Regions from separate parts of the Capra hircus genome. Here region 1 is linked to region 2. The links are chromatin contacts, called in public Hi-C maps. All regions are on one chromosome and are shown on one strand. The core of a region is the stretch at or near the end of the contact, and the rest is flanking DNA. Distances in the headings are between cores, read along the strand shown.

Region 1 (7,650 bases), core at 3,615-6,114, 200 kb after region 2:
ATTTGCCAGATAGGCCGAATTCTTGATTCTTTGATTCATCGTTGTTATTAATATGATTAATAAACTACCTATTTATTGATGTAATTGTTCCTCCTGTGCCTTTGAATAGCTCTCAAATGGAGCTTGCCTAAATGACCCTTAACTTCTAACTTCCTATCAGCTCTCTCTGTCCTTTTGGGATGATATTGCTAGTCACACCCACCAGTGCACACAAAGACATGCGGACAGACTCACAAAAGGATGCCAGACAGGTTCTTCCTGTGTGATTTCATTCCTTCCCCCATGATACTGTGTGTGAATTAGCAGGTGATAAGGACACTAGTCTGTCCCACTTTTAACTATTACCGAGGCATACCTGCTTACAGCGAAAGTGTCACTTCAGTGTTTCCTGACCCAGCCCAGCCACAAACTGCAAGTTACTGTAAGGAAGCTGCCTGTCTCTGACTCCCCATTACTCTGCAGACAGAGTTAAAAGGACTAAAGGATCCTCATCACCCTGGAGGATAACGATGGAGAGATGCTTTGTCTCTGACATCACTGGAGCCCAGTCTGGATCATTTTACACATAATTCATTCTCCAATCCTAGGTTTAGGCGAATGTGAGACTTAAAGGACTGTATGCTGTCTGACCACAAAAAATGTTCACACAAAAGATGGATAGCCGCTTGGCAGGAATATCTTTTCCATTCATTCAGCAAGCACTGATTGCATATTTTAGCTCTGTGCCAGACACTGACAGTATGAAGATGAATAGGACATGGTCTTTGCCTCCAAGGAGCTCACAGTCTAGCAGGAGAGCAGGACAGCCACCAGGAGAAACCTATGAGGTATACTAAGAGTCTTTATGGTAATTAGCCAGGGAAGGATGGTGAGCAGCATTCCAGACATAGGAAACAGCACAGAAGAGGCACAGAAGCAAGAAACATGATGGTATCTCATCATAACTACTGGAGTACTGGAAAGAGAAAGCTTCAAGTAGGTATCCTTTCAGAGACCTTTCAACCTGGACATTCTGCAGTTCTCTGCCTGCTTCCCCAGTAGTCCCTAACTCTTGTAGGCTTTTCTTGGACTGCCGGGAGCCAGCGTGAGGAATCCCGCCCATGACAGGTCATGAGGGAGGAAGCCTGACAAAACGCAAGGACATGATTAGGCTTCAGGGGTTCCCCCTGGAATTTCCTGAGCATGTACCCCCAAAACCAAAAAATCTGCCGGCTTTTGTACTCTGCTCTTCTGATATTCTCTGAAAAAAGTCAAATCAGGGCTTTAGTCTTCTGCATTTGAAAGGGATGTTTCAGTTAAACCCCTCTGATAGCTCTCTAGCTTGCCTAACAGGTTCCCCAGACCTCTTACAGCTTGTGAATTGCTTACAGCCCCCCAACCGTGAGAGGCACAAAGCTTAAAGCATCTTAAAGATCCAGAGCCTTTTCTAAAGAGTTAAAAATCATATTGGTAGAGGGTTTTCACTTGACTCAATGACTGCTGCCAGGCCTCCATATTCTTTATCTTGTAGGCACCTGGCAGGATGTTAATGTAAACAGGATATGAAAAAGATATATAGTAGTTTTGATGTTAGCAACACCAGACTTTTGAGTTAATTTCTTTTGTTATAAATCACTGTACTCCTTTTGCTTGTTATAAGTTGCTGTATCTTTGCTATGTAAGAATGTAACTTTATTTAGTGCTTTCTGAGAGTGGCACCAGACTTTGGGAAGATCAACACAAATAAGTCTTCTGGTTGACAAACCCTTATCAGAAAAAAGGCTGTAAAATGTTAATTGGCCCTTTTGGCTGGAAGATGATGTAAATTACCTAAGATTTGTGTATACAACTAGGTATGCAGAGAGAAACGCCTGGTTTTGATAAGAAGCTGGGCTGCTAACGCTGTATAACTTTGTGTTACCCATTGATCTCCATGTATTATCAAAAAGTATAAAAGGCCTTCTGAACAATAGAGGACGGGACAGTCGCTGGACTGGTTTCCCCCATGTCTCCTCTCTAATTTCTGGCTGAATTCCCATCTGGGGCGTGGAGGCTCACCATGTCTACTTACTTGTCCCGGCTTTTAAGATCCACGTGAGGGGGAGCCCAAGGTGGGGCACCCCCCAATATTCAAGAGGACGCTGGTGGCCTAACGTAGATAGTGCAAGCTCCTTGTCTGGAACTTTATTGGCTTCCCACATAAACCAAGTTATTCAGCCTTCTTTCTCCACTTAATTTTCCTACTACACTATTTCTTCCTAATCTAATCTTATATTAATAAATAAATACGTTTTTTCCTCCCTGACTCTGTCCACCCTTCGAATTCCCTGGATCCACCGGGGCTGGACCCCGGCATTGGACCAGTGCTGTATTTCCTGGTGGATGCTTCCATAGGTTCCAGTATCCACATTAAGTACCCATGGCTTCTTCTGCTCCCTCTGTAATTAAGATAGGTAGGTTGTTCACCACCATCCCTTAAAAGCTCACTGGGCACTTGTTACCGTTGGTTATGAAGGACAATTTTTAGGTGCCCAGGTTATAGAAATAAATATCAAGAATGGAAGTTGCTTCCTAGGTTCTATTGCCCTATTAAGAAATCAGAAATACCAGCTGGTAAAAAAGCCTCAATTCTATGGTAACACTTTCTCCATTTGTGGCAGCCTATACCCTTCATCCTTACAGTGTTCATCTCCTAGAAAGCCTTCCTCAAATGTGTTCCCTAGCCCTCTCTCTACTATACGACCTGCATCTGTCTATTGGGTTCCCTGGTGGCTCAGCTGGTAAAGAATCCGCCTGCAATGTGGGAGACCTGAGTTCAATTCCTTGGTGGGGAAGAGTCCCTGGGGAAGAGAATGTCTACCCACTTCAGTATTCTTGGCTGGAGAATTCCATGAGGTCTCAAAGAGTTGGCCATGACTGAGCAACTTTGACTTTCTATTACTCCTTGGATGTTTTAAGTGGTTAGGAGTTTGATCTCCTTTCAGACTTCCTGGGTTCGAATTCCAATTCTTCTACTCACTAGTTGTGTGATCTTGGGCACATCTCCTCAACCTCTCTTATTTCTGTCTCCTTATTAGTGAAATGGAAATAATTACAACTTCATGGGGTTCCTATGAGAATTAATAGGGTGATATAGGTAAAATACCAGAGCTGAAAGCCTGACATACACATAAGTATTGGCTTTTATACCCTATATGAATCAACTACAACTAACTTGATTGTAATATTGTTGTTTTCCTATTACTTGCTTTTATTGCTCTATTTCATTTGATATAGAAGGATGAGAGATAAATGCTTACCATCACCTAGAATATGGGTTTTGGTTTTTAATGGCGCCTGAGGCTTAACTGGGTTATTAGCTTTGGAAGCTGGTCTGTAAATTACTGCTCTAATTTATATTTTTTCATTAAAAGCTCAGCTTGCCTCTTCTATAGAGGTCGTCTCTGGTCCTGAAACCCTTGTATTTAGCCATTAAAAAATATTTTTAAATTAAGGGGCCATAATTCTCTCCACTCCCCACATTGTGTGGATCAATGGGACTAGTAATGGGAAGGTACACAGAATATCATATTCTTATCTGTAACAAAATAAAAGCAAAGGCCTGGCCCTATTTCTCATCTTTGAAACACAAATAAGGGGGCTAATGTGATGAAGTGCAGTGTTATTTATGCAGAGCTTTACAAAGAAACTGACTTTGGTACCAAATAATGATCCTAGGCCCTCAAAGCCACCAAAAATTTTGTGACCTCTAACCCTCAGCGGATTTGCTTTGTGCCTTGCAGTGTTGAGCATTAGTAAAGCACTTGGCATCAAACCTGGCACCCAGAATTGCCCAAATAATGGTAGGCATTGAGACATTACTTTGCCGACAAAGGTCCATCTAGTCAAAGGTATGGTTTTTCCAGTAGTCATGTATGGATGTGAGAGTTGGCCCGTAAAGAAAGCTGAGTGCTAAAGAATTGATGCTTTTGAACTGTGGTGTTGGAGAAGACTCTTGAGAGTCCCTTTGGACTGCAGTTAGATCAAACCTGTCAATCTTAAATCAATCCTGAATATTCACTGGAAGGATTGATGCTGAAGCTGAAGCTCCAATACTTTGGCCACCGGATGCGAACAGATTCATTGGAAAAGACCCTAATGCTGGGAAAGATTGAAGGCAGGAGGAGAAGGGGATGACAGAGGATCAGATGGTTGGATGGCATCACCTACTCAATGGACATGAGTTTGAGCAAACTCCAGGGGCTGGTGATGGACAAGGAAGCCTGGAGTGCAGCAGTCCGCGCGGTCACAGAGTCGAACACGACTGAGACACTGAACTGATTAAATGATTATGTAGTAGCTCTCTGAAAATCTAGCCCGTTCAGTTCGGTTCAGTTCAGTCGCTCAGTCGTGGCCGACTGTTTGCGACCCCATGAACACGCCAGGCCTCCCTGTCCATCACCAACTCCCGGAGTTCACTCAAACTCATGTCCATCGAGTCGGTGATGCCATCCAACCATCTCATCCTCTGTCGTCCCCTTCTCCTCCTGCCCCCAATCCCTCCCAGCATCAGGGTCTAGCCCACTAGGATAATAAAAATGGGTACGTGCAACACTGTGAAAGGGCACGAGAACCAAAAAAGGGCGTGGGAATACAGTCGCGAGCTGCAAAGACTACATATCCCGCCGGGCTTTGCGGCGGGGCCACCGGACTCCACTCGGCCTCGGCGCAACCGCGGGTCTTTCCGCAGAGGCCCCGGATGTAAAAGGACTTGTGGGCGTGGCCTCACTGTGGCGCTAAGACCTGGGGCTCTCTTATTGGTTGCGTACCCTCCGGCTTGATTGGCTGTGAAGGAGGGGGCTGCCTCCAAGGCGCGCGCTGCGCTCTGGCGACACCCAATCAGAAGGGTGGCAGGGCTTTGGCGGGAGGCGGGAAAGCTGCGGCTGTGCAGATTTGGCGCGAGCGTGGCTGGGCTTTACTGCTGTCTGTGTGGGCTTTATCCTGCAGCTTGTCGTGGACAGTCCCTAAAGTTGTCTGCCGGAGACGTGAGGAAGAGCCGGCACTGAGGTGACGCAGCCCTGTATGGTGGAAAGGAGAGGAGGCCCGGGTCCTCTCCTTGGGGGCGGCGGAGTTTGTGAGAGCCTGGGGCAAGGACCGCGGGAGGAGAGCTCAGATCGCAGGAAGGTGATGAGGTCGGGGTCGGGTAGCGAGGAATGCAGCCTCGGAATGGTCTGACAGTTGTGCTGAGTGCGATATGAGGGCGATGTTCCCCGAACGTCTGGGATTCTGTGGGGCCGAGGTTGGACGGAGTAGGGACTGAGGGCTTGGGGAAGCCTGTAAGTATGGAGGCTGCTGCGCTAAAATGGTGATAATGATCTACTCCGGGCCTGGAGCTAGAGAATTAGAAGTGCTATAGACGCCAATAAAGATCAACTTCTTATTGCATGGCTTGAGTGGTTAAAAATTTGGGTTCTGGAGCCAGAATACCTGGTCTTATATCTTACTTTGCTATGTTGTTGGGTCTCGCTGCCTCTCAGTTTTCTTATCAGTAAGAAAAGGATAATAGTACCTACCTCTAAAATGGTTCTAAAACTTAAATGAAAGTAAAAGTCGCTCAGTCGTGTCCGACTTTTTGCGACCCCATGGACTTACAGTCCATGGAATTCTCCACCAGAATATTGGAGTGGATAGCCTTTCCCTTCTCCAGGGGATCTTCCCAACCCAGGGATCAAATGCAGGTCTCTCGCATTGCAGGTGGATTCTTTACCAGCTGAGCCACAAGGGAAGCTTAGTAAATACCTAAAATACTTATGACAGCCTGTTATGTATAGTAGGTAGACAAGGTATTTCTTGTTGCATAGATTTGGATATGAACCAGAATTAAATGCTAAAATATTGTCATAACATAATCTGATTATGAAATGAGTGTTGATCATTGGTTTAAGTTCCATGTTAATTATTTTTCCTTCACTTTTACATATTGACTGGATGTCCCGTTCCTTTTTTTGTACCCAGCTGTGCTGCCATCATGCCTCGAACCCGTTCCCAGTCACAGGCTACAATCAGTTTTCCAAAAAAGAAGCCGTCTCGGACAGTGGACAAAGCTAAAAGCTCCAGTGACACCAAACTAGAATTGACAAATGCCCAGGCTATCCTGCGTTCTTCTTGTGCAAAAATTCTGCCTCTTAGCCCCAGAAAACGTCTGGGTAAGATAGCCATTGTTTGAGTACTTTTTAACCGGTAGCTCTCAACCCCTTTCTTAATGATAAGATGACTTTGAAACAGCCTTCTAAGTACAATTAAGACGATTCTGTTCCCTTTGGCTATTTTCAGAATGGTTGCTAACTGCTTACTGAACTTCAGAGTTAAGCTACTTTTGAAATCACTTTCTGAACTGCTTCATAGGGCTGATCTTCAGTTCCTTAATACTGAACTTGATGCTGTCAGTGTCACTGTTATATAGTATTTTGAAACTTGCCTCAGTGGTTGTGAAATTATGAGAAACAGGTGACAATTCTTGTGGTTGATAATCCGTTCTTGTTTCTTTAAGTTTCCTTTTTTCCCTTTCTTGTTTTTAATGAGGGGTGATTTGGTAGTATCTGGAGACATTTTTAGTTGTCATAACTGAGGGGATGCCACTGACAGTGGGTGCTGCTCACTATGATACAGTGCACAGGACAGTCCCCCACAATGAAAGATTATTTGGTCCAAGATATCAATGATGCCTAGGTTGGAAAGCCCTGTTTTAGAGCAATCCTAGAATTTCCTCCCATTAAAACCGCCACCAACTAGTAAGACTCAGTGGTGCCATCTGGTGGCCGATGTTTGCTTCTGGCTGAGAGGCATTTTATTTTGGTGATTCTGACCCTGGTAGAAATTCCATCCCCCTTTTGAGGGGCGGATGCAGAGATCTTTCCAAATCCTTTCACTGTCCACTGCTATAAGTGACCCATTCTGATTTTAATGTTTCAGGTGATGACAACCTGTGCAACACTCCCCGTTTATCTCCCTGTTCTCCACCAAAGCAAGGCAAGAAAGAGAATGGTCCCCCTTGCTCACAGACATCAAAGGGACGCAGACTGGTATTTGACAATCAGCTGACAACTAAGTCTCCTGGCAAAAGAGAACGCACCAGAGTTCACCAAAACAAAATACATTCCTCAGTTCCGAAAGGTCAGGACATCACAACCGATTCTGAGCAGAGGTGTCCGCCGGAGAAAGAGTCTGCATGTCTGAGACTGTTCAAGCAAGAGGGTTGGTTCTTTCATGGCAGCTGTCAGTGCAGCCTTGTAACCAAGGCTGGTGATTCCAAGTGAAAGGCGGTGGGTCTTCTTGGTACCCTCTGTTGTGTCTAATTGTCCTTTCATGTCTGGCACAGGCACTTGCTACCAGCAAGCGAAACAGGTCCTGAGTACAGCTGTCCCGGATCAGCTGCCTGCCAGGGAAAAGGAGATGGATGTCATCAGGAATTTCCTAAGGGAGCACATCTGTGGGAAAAAAGCTGGAAGTCTTTATCTTTCTGGTGCTCCTGGAACTGGAAAAACTGCCTGCTTAAGCCGAATTCTGCAAGACCTCAAGGTACATTGAGAGTCTGAATTATGATGCTCTTGCTAAAATGACATCTGGTTATTAAGGGTTAAGAAAAAGTGGAAGTACTTCAGGGATTGCAGTTTTCTCCCAAATAAGACATTT
Region 2 (7,505 bases), core at 2,450-4,949:
TGTTCTTAAAGGGTCTGACGGTACGTTTTTTAGACTTGTGAGCCATATCCGCAGTCACAACTGTTCACTTCTGTCCTTCTTGAAAGGGGACTTGCATAAACAATATGTAAACAAATTATTTGTTTTTGGCTGTGCTGGGTCTTCACTGCTGAGCGGGCTTTCTCTAGTTGCAGCTAGCAGGGCTGCTCTCCAGGTGCAGAAGCCTCTCGCTGCGGTGGCTGCTCTGGTCTTGAGTACAAGCTCTAGGTGTATAGGCTTCAGTAGTTGCCTTGTGGGCTCAGCAGTCGTTGCCTGTGGGCTCTAGAGCCCAGACTCAGTAGTCGTGGCACCCAGGCTTAGTCGCCCTGCAACCTGTGGGATCTTCCCAGGCCAGTGATTGAATCCGTGTTCCCTGCATTGGCAAGCAGATTCTTAATCACTGGACCACCAGGGAAGTCCTAAACAAATTATTTATGAACACTGGCTTGTTGTGATTTTTACATGTGATAAAATATTCTTTTTTTTTTCCCAGCCATTTCAAAAAATGTAACACTCATTCTCAACTTGGGGTGTACATATCTCAGCCCACAGGCCAAGTCTGCAGCAAAGGCATTACTCCAGAGCCTGTATAAAGACACTCTGGGGCTTCCCTGGCAGTCCAGTGGTTAGGACTCAGGGCATCCACGGCTGGGGCACAGGTTTGATCCCTAGTTGCGGAACTAAGATCCCCATGTGGTGCGTGTCGTGGCCAAAAATAAAGGGGGGTGGGGGGTGGGAAGTGCTCCAAGCCCCAGTTCCAGATGAAAACAGGAAGTGTGAGTGGAAGCTACCCACCCGCTCTGGCTATTGAGAAATAATTAGGAAAGCCCTGAGGAAGCTGGAAGGATGAACAACAGCTAGGGGTCTCTGGGGCCAGGCCCTTTGAGAGACGGTTTCAGTCTGGCCCAGCCCACATGTATCAGAACCAGTAACTTTCTCTCTGCCTGGTCTTTATTCTTTCACGGGCGGGGCTGAAACCTGGGCTGAGCTGTCATCCAAGAAGTGGATCTCTGAATAGGAAGACAGTGTAATGAGAATGACGGGGGCTCAGGAAGGGCGGCCACAAATCCTGCCCCCAGTTTGTTCTGTGATCTTGGGCTTTTCCCTGCTCTGAAGCCAACCCTTATCTATCATGGAGATTCTGCACACTCGGTTGATAGGATGAAAGACGAAAGTGTAATGGAAGGTGCCTGGCATATAAGAGGTGCCCCCTAATTGTCAGCCAGCATTCACCCAGATTCTCTCCGTATGGGATGGAGGCCAGAACACCTCCTTGGCCAGACAGTCCCACTCTCTCTGGAAGCAGTTCACCCCATCCTTCAACACCTCCGGTAGTTAGAACACTCTCTTCTTGAGCTGAAAATTGACTGGCCGTGGCTTCCACTCCCTATCCCACTTCTGGTCCCTGAAACCACACAACAACCCTCTCCTCTTTGCCAGACAAAACTGCCAGTTTGTGGACATTTCCTGGTGGTCCAGGGGTTAAGACTCTGTGTTTCCACTGCAGGGGACACAGGTTCGATCCCTGGTCTGGGAACTAAGGTGCCACAAGGAGCAGCCCCTTCACCAAAAAAAGTTGTTTTTGTTTTTTTTTTAAGTCTGCTTTTTTCAAATCAGCATCTTGAGTCCTTTCACCATTCTGGCCACCCTTGTTAGAATCAGCATTTTCTGAGCCAAACATCTGACACACCTGCACTGTAAGTGAAAATTAAAGTTTGGGTCCAGAGCTGGCCTGGTCCCAGGTGAGGAAGGCGGAACGCAGAGACTTGATAGTTAAGAGCTGAAGACTCTGGCACAGGGCAGACCTTGGCTCTGCTATTTTGGGACAAGTCATTTAACCTCTTCAAGATCAGATTCATCTTCTGTAAAGGGGGAGATCTTTCTGGTAATTTTGTCTTAAGGCTTATTAAAAGAGTGCATTTGCCAATGTGCAGGAAGTGTTCCTTGGACTGCAAGGAAATCAAACCAGTCAATCCTAAAGGAAATCAACCCTGAATATTCATTGGGGGGACTGATACTGATGCTCCAATACTTTGGCCACCTGATGCAAAGAGCTGCCTTACTGGAAAAGACCCTGATGCTGGAAACACTGGAGGCAGGAGAAGAGGGTGCCAGAGGATGAGATGGTTGGATGGCATCACGGACTCAATGCCCAAGAGTTGAAGCTTCGGGAGACTGCAGAGGACAGGGAAGCGTGGTGTGCTGCAGCCCGTGGGGTTGCAAAGAGTCGGACAAGATCTAGCGACTGAACAACAACGGGGAGTGCCCAACACATTATCTGGGGTGGGCTGTGCACTCTGGAGGTTAAGGCGAGGGAGAGAAGGCATGATTGTGAGAACTCTTGCCCTGACTCCCAACAGTTCTGTTAAATTCACCCTTCTCTTCCCATGAAGGTGGGCATAGAACTGGGCTTAATCAGTGTCCTGGCCTAAGGTAGAGTCAGGGCCAGGGCTGTCCAGCAGGGCCAGGGCTGTCCAGCGTGGCCAGGACCAGAGGCAGGACATGAATTGATTCATGGTTGTTGGCCCTGCCAGCTGTGACCACCAGAGGGCACCCCCACCCCAGAGATGGCCTGGACCAGTTAGACACACCCACTCCTCTTCCCAAGACTGTTAAGGCACCTGGTGGGCTTAACTGGGAGAGAAAGTGACAGTCTCAGATGCAGTCGGCCACACTGCCCCAGGCAGGCCCCATGGCCTATGGAAAACGCTCAGACCCGAGGCAGAGATCTGGGTTATAACTCTGACTCTGCTACCCATGACCTTGGGCGAGCCTCTGCATTCACTGACCCAGTTCACAGTGTTGGAACAGACGCCTGAAGTTCTCCCAGCCTGGACAGCGCGTGGTTCTTGGGTTTGAGGCCAGGCGGTTTCTTCTTTCTCACCCCAGCCCTTCTCCCCTCAGGGCAGCACACACTCGCCCGCTGGCAGTGAACCCCGCCAGGGAAGCCACCTGTCCCAGACCCTCAACTCCAAAGCGCTGAGGCACTGGCCAGGGGTGGGGGTGGGGGGCGGTCAGTGCAAGAGGAGGAGGAGGGACAAGGTCAGGTGACCCAAGAGCCTCGAAGGGTCTTGCTTCATCCGGGACAGACATCCGGTTTCCTCTGGTCTCTGCCAGGATTCCGGGGGCAAAGGGATGAGTCATGGGGGGATTGGGGAGTTCCCAGCTAATCGGTTCAGGATGGAGACCGGGAGGATGCCCATCAGAGTGTGGGGTGGGGACAGGCAGCCAGACCCCAGCGTCCCTACCTCAGGCCTCTGGCCCCTCAAGAGGGCAATCAGAGAGACGATCTCTTATCGCCTGGGACCTGGGGGGATAGAAATGAGGAAACTAGCTTCTTCCTTCTCCAAATTGGGGGCCTAGGGAGCAGGTGGCTTAAGGATCCCTACAGAGTGGCTAATGGGGCTGACCCAGGAGATATGCCAGGGGAGGGAGGGACAGAGGAGGGCCCCAGGCCTGCCTCTTCCTTGAGGTTCAACCAGACTCCAGCCTCCCGGCCTTTTTATCATTAGCTCAGTTTGGTTCAGAGGTTTAGTTCAAACACTCTGGGGCAATTCAGACCTGGGTGGGGCTGAGGGGAGGAAGGGAGTTTGAGGGGGGCAAGACGTCAAAGAAGAATCAGAGATTCCACAATTTCACAAAACTTTCGCAAACACTTTTTTTTGGTCCCAACCCCCCTGCATTGTCCTGGACAACAAATTTGCATAAAACTTGGGAAGCTATTACTAAGCGTTAGTCGCAGCACCAGGTAATTTCCTCCCAGGCCTCCATGGGCTTTCGAGTATAAAGGCCCCCGGAGCTGGTCCCTGACAGAACCCAGAACCTACAGCCCCACCCAGACCCTTGGCTGAGCCTTCTGCCCAGAGCCCCATGAAGCTGATGGGTGAGTGTCTGGGTCCTGGGAGGGGAGAGCTGTGGCAGCGGGCAGGGGTGCCTGGGCTTCCAGAAAGGTCTGCACTTCTCCTGAGCCCCTGTCTGCTCCCAGCCCTGCAGCTGCTCCTCTGGCACAGCGCGCTCTGGACGGTGCAAGAAGCCACCCCCCTTGGCCCTGCCCGTTCCCTGCCCCAGAGCTTCCTGCTCAAGTGCTTAGAGCAAGTGAGGAAAATCCAGGCTGATGGCGCCGAGCTGCAGGAGAGGCTGGTGCGTGAGGGAGGCCAGCGTGGGGACAGGGAGGGGACAGACGCTGCAGCAGGGCAGGGAGGGAAGGAGGCACGGGGGGGAGCTGAGGGAGAGAGCAGGGCTGAAGGGCAGCGTGGGAAAGGGCAGCAGGAAGGGACGCACGGTGAGAGGAGACACTGGGGGAAAAGGAGAATCAGGAGAGGCCCAGCCCGGAGGGCGGCTGGCGAGGAACTGGGGGCAGAGCCTCTAGTGCTGGGAAGGGTTGGCTGGGAGCTTGGATGGAAGAAGGGGGCTGAGAAGCCTGACAGGACGGGTGGGGAGGCGGAGGTGTGGGGGTGGAGAGGTGGGGGCGCTCGGGGAGGAGGAGGAGCTGGCCCCTCACCCAGCATCCCTCCCACCACAGTGTGCCACCCACAAGCTGTGCCACCCGGAGGAGCTGGTACTGCTCGGGCACTCTCTGGGCATCCCCCAGGCTCCCCTAAGCAGCTGCTCCAGCCAGTCCCTGCAGCTGGTGAGTGTCCCGAGGGGAGAAGGGAGATGAGGGGGCGGAAGGGTAGGCTGACCTGGAAGGCTCCCCAGTTCTCTAGGCTCCACGCAGGGGCCCTGAGGGGAGCATCCCAGGCGGCGTCCCCTGACTCTCCCACCCGACCCCCCAGACAAGCTGCCTAGACCAACTGCACGGCGGCCTCTTTCTCTACCAGGGCCTCCTGCAGGCCCTGGCGGGCATCTCCCCAGAGTTGGCTCCCACCTTGGACACACTGCAGCTGGACGTCACCGACTTTGCCACCAACATCTGGCTGCAGGTGAGTCTCGTTGGGAGCAAGCTTTAAGGGCCAGAACCGAGCTGGTCCCCAGTCCCTGGACCTGGTTCTTGTCCTGGCTCCACCGTGAACCCTGGATCTTCCACAGCCCATCAGCCCCCAGCCTTCCCTCCCTGTGCCAACTTGCCCTGACTGCTGACCTCACCTTCCCCCACAGATGGAGGACCTGGGGGTGGCCCCCGCTGTGCAGCCCACCCAGGGCACCATGCCGACCTTCACATCGGCCTTCCAGCGCCGAGCAGGAGGAGTCCTGGTTGCTTCCCAGCTGCAGCGTTTCCTGGGGCTGGCATACCGTGGCCTGCGCTACCTTGCCGAGCCCTGAGCACAGCTCTTCCCCTCTTGTGTATTTATCTCTGTATTTAATATTTATGCTTATTTAAACCTAATATTTAAAGACAGGGAAGCACAGAAAGGAGCCCCAGGCTCCTGGGTCCTTCCTTCCACCTCCATGTGGGGAAAACTCCCCGTCTTGTGTACTGGGACTGGGAGGGAGTTGGTAAATACCAAGTATTACTTCTTGTAGCTGCTCCAGGTCTGGCTCCGCGGTGGGTTCTGGGGAAAGCTGCAGTGAACCCCTACCCTGAGGGTGCCCTCCTCGGGGCCCTTGGAAGCATCGGGAAGTCTCCCAGGTGGGAGACGAGACAGCCCTGTTTAATATTTAAACAGCAGTGTTCCCCGACTGGGTCCTTGCCCCCTGGCTCCAGCCCTGCATTCGGGCATGAAGCCCAGCAGAGGCAGCTGGAGTGGGATGCTTGACCCTGGGGTCCCATGAATTTGCTGGGGAAACTTCTTCTTTTTAAGACTTTTTTCAGGCACATTTTGACTCCTCGTGTGGGGAGCCCAGGCATCAGTGATGCCTCTTGTTTTTCTGGATGCGCTATAGACGCCATGAGGCTCATGACCTTGCTCCAACCCACCGGGGTTGGGGTCAGGATTCTGACTCTCTTTCGGGCTAGGCAGATGGTCGTGTGTCTCTGCCTTGCTGGGTGAGACTGGGAACATGGAAAGGAAAGATGAGGGGGCTTGTGTGACGAGGTGAGAGAGAAACACTCAACTGTTCACTTTCCACCCCGGCCTCCACTTTCTCCCTGTAGCCAAACTTCACGATAATAAAGTGTTTGTCTCCAGTAAATGGCCTTCCTCCTTCTTGAGTCCAGCTGGTGCCTGGCCAGGGGTTGCGGGTGGGGAGTTGAATGGCGGGCGAGGCCCGAGGGAGGGAAGAGGAGGTACGGTCATTCCTTGGCACCCACTTGGTATGGACGCCAGGCCAGGTGCTGGGTGCGGAGTTAATGAGGCAGGCATGGTCCCTGCCCTCGAGGAGCCACGGCCTAGTGGCTGGACAGGAAGCAGATGGGTCAGCAGTACCGGGAGAGGAGAGAGTGGGCTGGCGGTGCTCAACAGTCCAGACGCAGATGGACGTGGACCTGATGCGAGGAGGATTTAGTATTCGCTTCGGTCTACCACCTTCCATAAACCTTCCCCCTCCTGTGCTTACAGCTGCCCATAAAGATAGGATTATGAAGGGCCTTTTACAGACCAGGGAGCTGAAGTCAGGGCGACAGCTTGGATCGGACCCCAAATTCCAGGCTCTGCGCTTCTCTCCCTCGTTGAGCTCTGCTTCTGACCTGGCGGGGAGCCCGCAGCCTGAACTCACATCTGGGGAGGCTGGAGGGGCCGCTTCACAGCACAGGTCCGAGGCAGACCTCTCGGCCAAGGAGGCACATGTGCTTCTGGGCTGCTACCACCAGACCCAGGACACCCAGACAGCCAACCAGTCCCCGGGTCCCCTCCCAAGATTCTCGTCCGTGGCTCAAGTCACCTCCCACTCCCCTTCCCCACTGGCTCCTCAGAAGCAGGGTCAGGCTGAGGGGGCTGGAATCCCCAGCTGTGCAGCTCAGGGTGCCCTCCCCCCTGTGGTTGGTCCTGAAGAAACCAGGGCTTGGAGATGTGGGACACAGGCAAGGAAGGGTTAAACAGAGCTCCTGCCCTCATCCCCCGTGGTTCCTCACCCCCCTCACCCCTCATCCCCCAAGTCAGTCCTCCTCCGGAGAGGAAACTCCGGGCCAGTGAGACTCTGGGTGGGGCTTGGAAGGGCTGGGAAGCATCAGAACGAACAGGACACCCTACCCCAGCACCAGCGGGGCCCTCAGCCAAAACCTTTCCCTTTGCAGAGTAAATCAGACTTTGCAAGCAGGGGGAGGCAGCTGGCAGGTATGAGGAAGGCAAGCTGCTCCCGTGCCCTGCCCTGCCCCTACCGCGTGGACAAACACGGGAAGCTGGGCCCAGCCCTCCCCTGAACTCTCCGCCTGCCTCCTCTACCACCAGACGGCAGGGGACCAAGGAGAAGACAGTGCTCTCCGCCCACGCCAGACACGGGCACCGATGGCTATAAAGGGATCCACGAGGTCTTTATTTACAACTGAGAGGAGGCAAACACACCTCATGTAAAAATATATATATACATACACACACACACACACACACACACACACACACACACACACACCCCCCGCACCCATAAAGTTCCTTGGAGGTAAATCCACTCTT

Evidence for each region. Hi-C and Micro-C count contacts between places; a contact is called where the count stands out from the background.
Region 1: a contact with region 2 is called in a Hi-C map of blood, with 2.7 times the contacts expected there. The contact joins the promoter of CDC6 here to the promoter of CSF3 in region 2. A contact is called at or near these places in 2 of 5 Hi-C or Micro-C datasets (blood and liver).

Annotation. Positions count from the first base shown.
Region 1 is chr19:40,178,048-40,185,697 of ARS1.2, forward strand. It overlaps CDC6 (cell division control protein 6 homolog), which reads left to right and starts at 4,865. Exons shown (of 12, transcript XM_018065030.1): 1 at 4,865-5,142; 2 at 5,974-6,164; 3 at 6,931-7,212; 4 at 7,337-7,536. The coding sequence starts at 5,987. It overlaps WIPF2 (WAS/WASL-interacting protein family member 2), which reads left to right. Exons shown (of 8, transcript XM_018065029.1): 8 at 1-84.
Region 2 is chr19:39,974,558-39,982,062 of ARS1.2, forward strand. It overlaps CSF3 (granulocyte colony-stimulating factor), which reads left to right and starts at 3,700. Exons shown (of 4, transcript XM_013972125.2): 1 at 3,700-4,158; 2 at 4,541-4,648; 3 at 4,794-4,940; 4 at 5,116-6,366. The coding sequence starts at 3,889. The coding sequence ends at 5,280. MED24 (mediator of RNA polymerase II transcription subunit 24) reads right to left here. Exons shown (of 27, transcript XM_018065018.1): 27 at 7,342-7,505.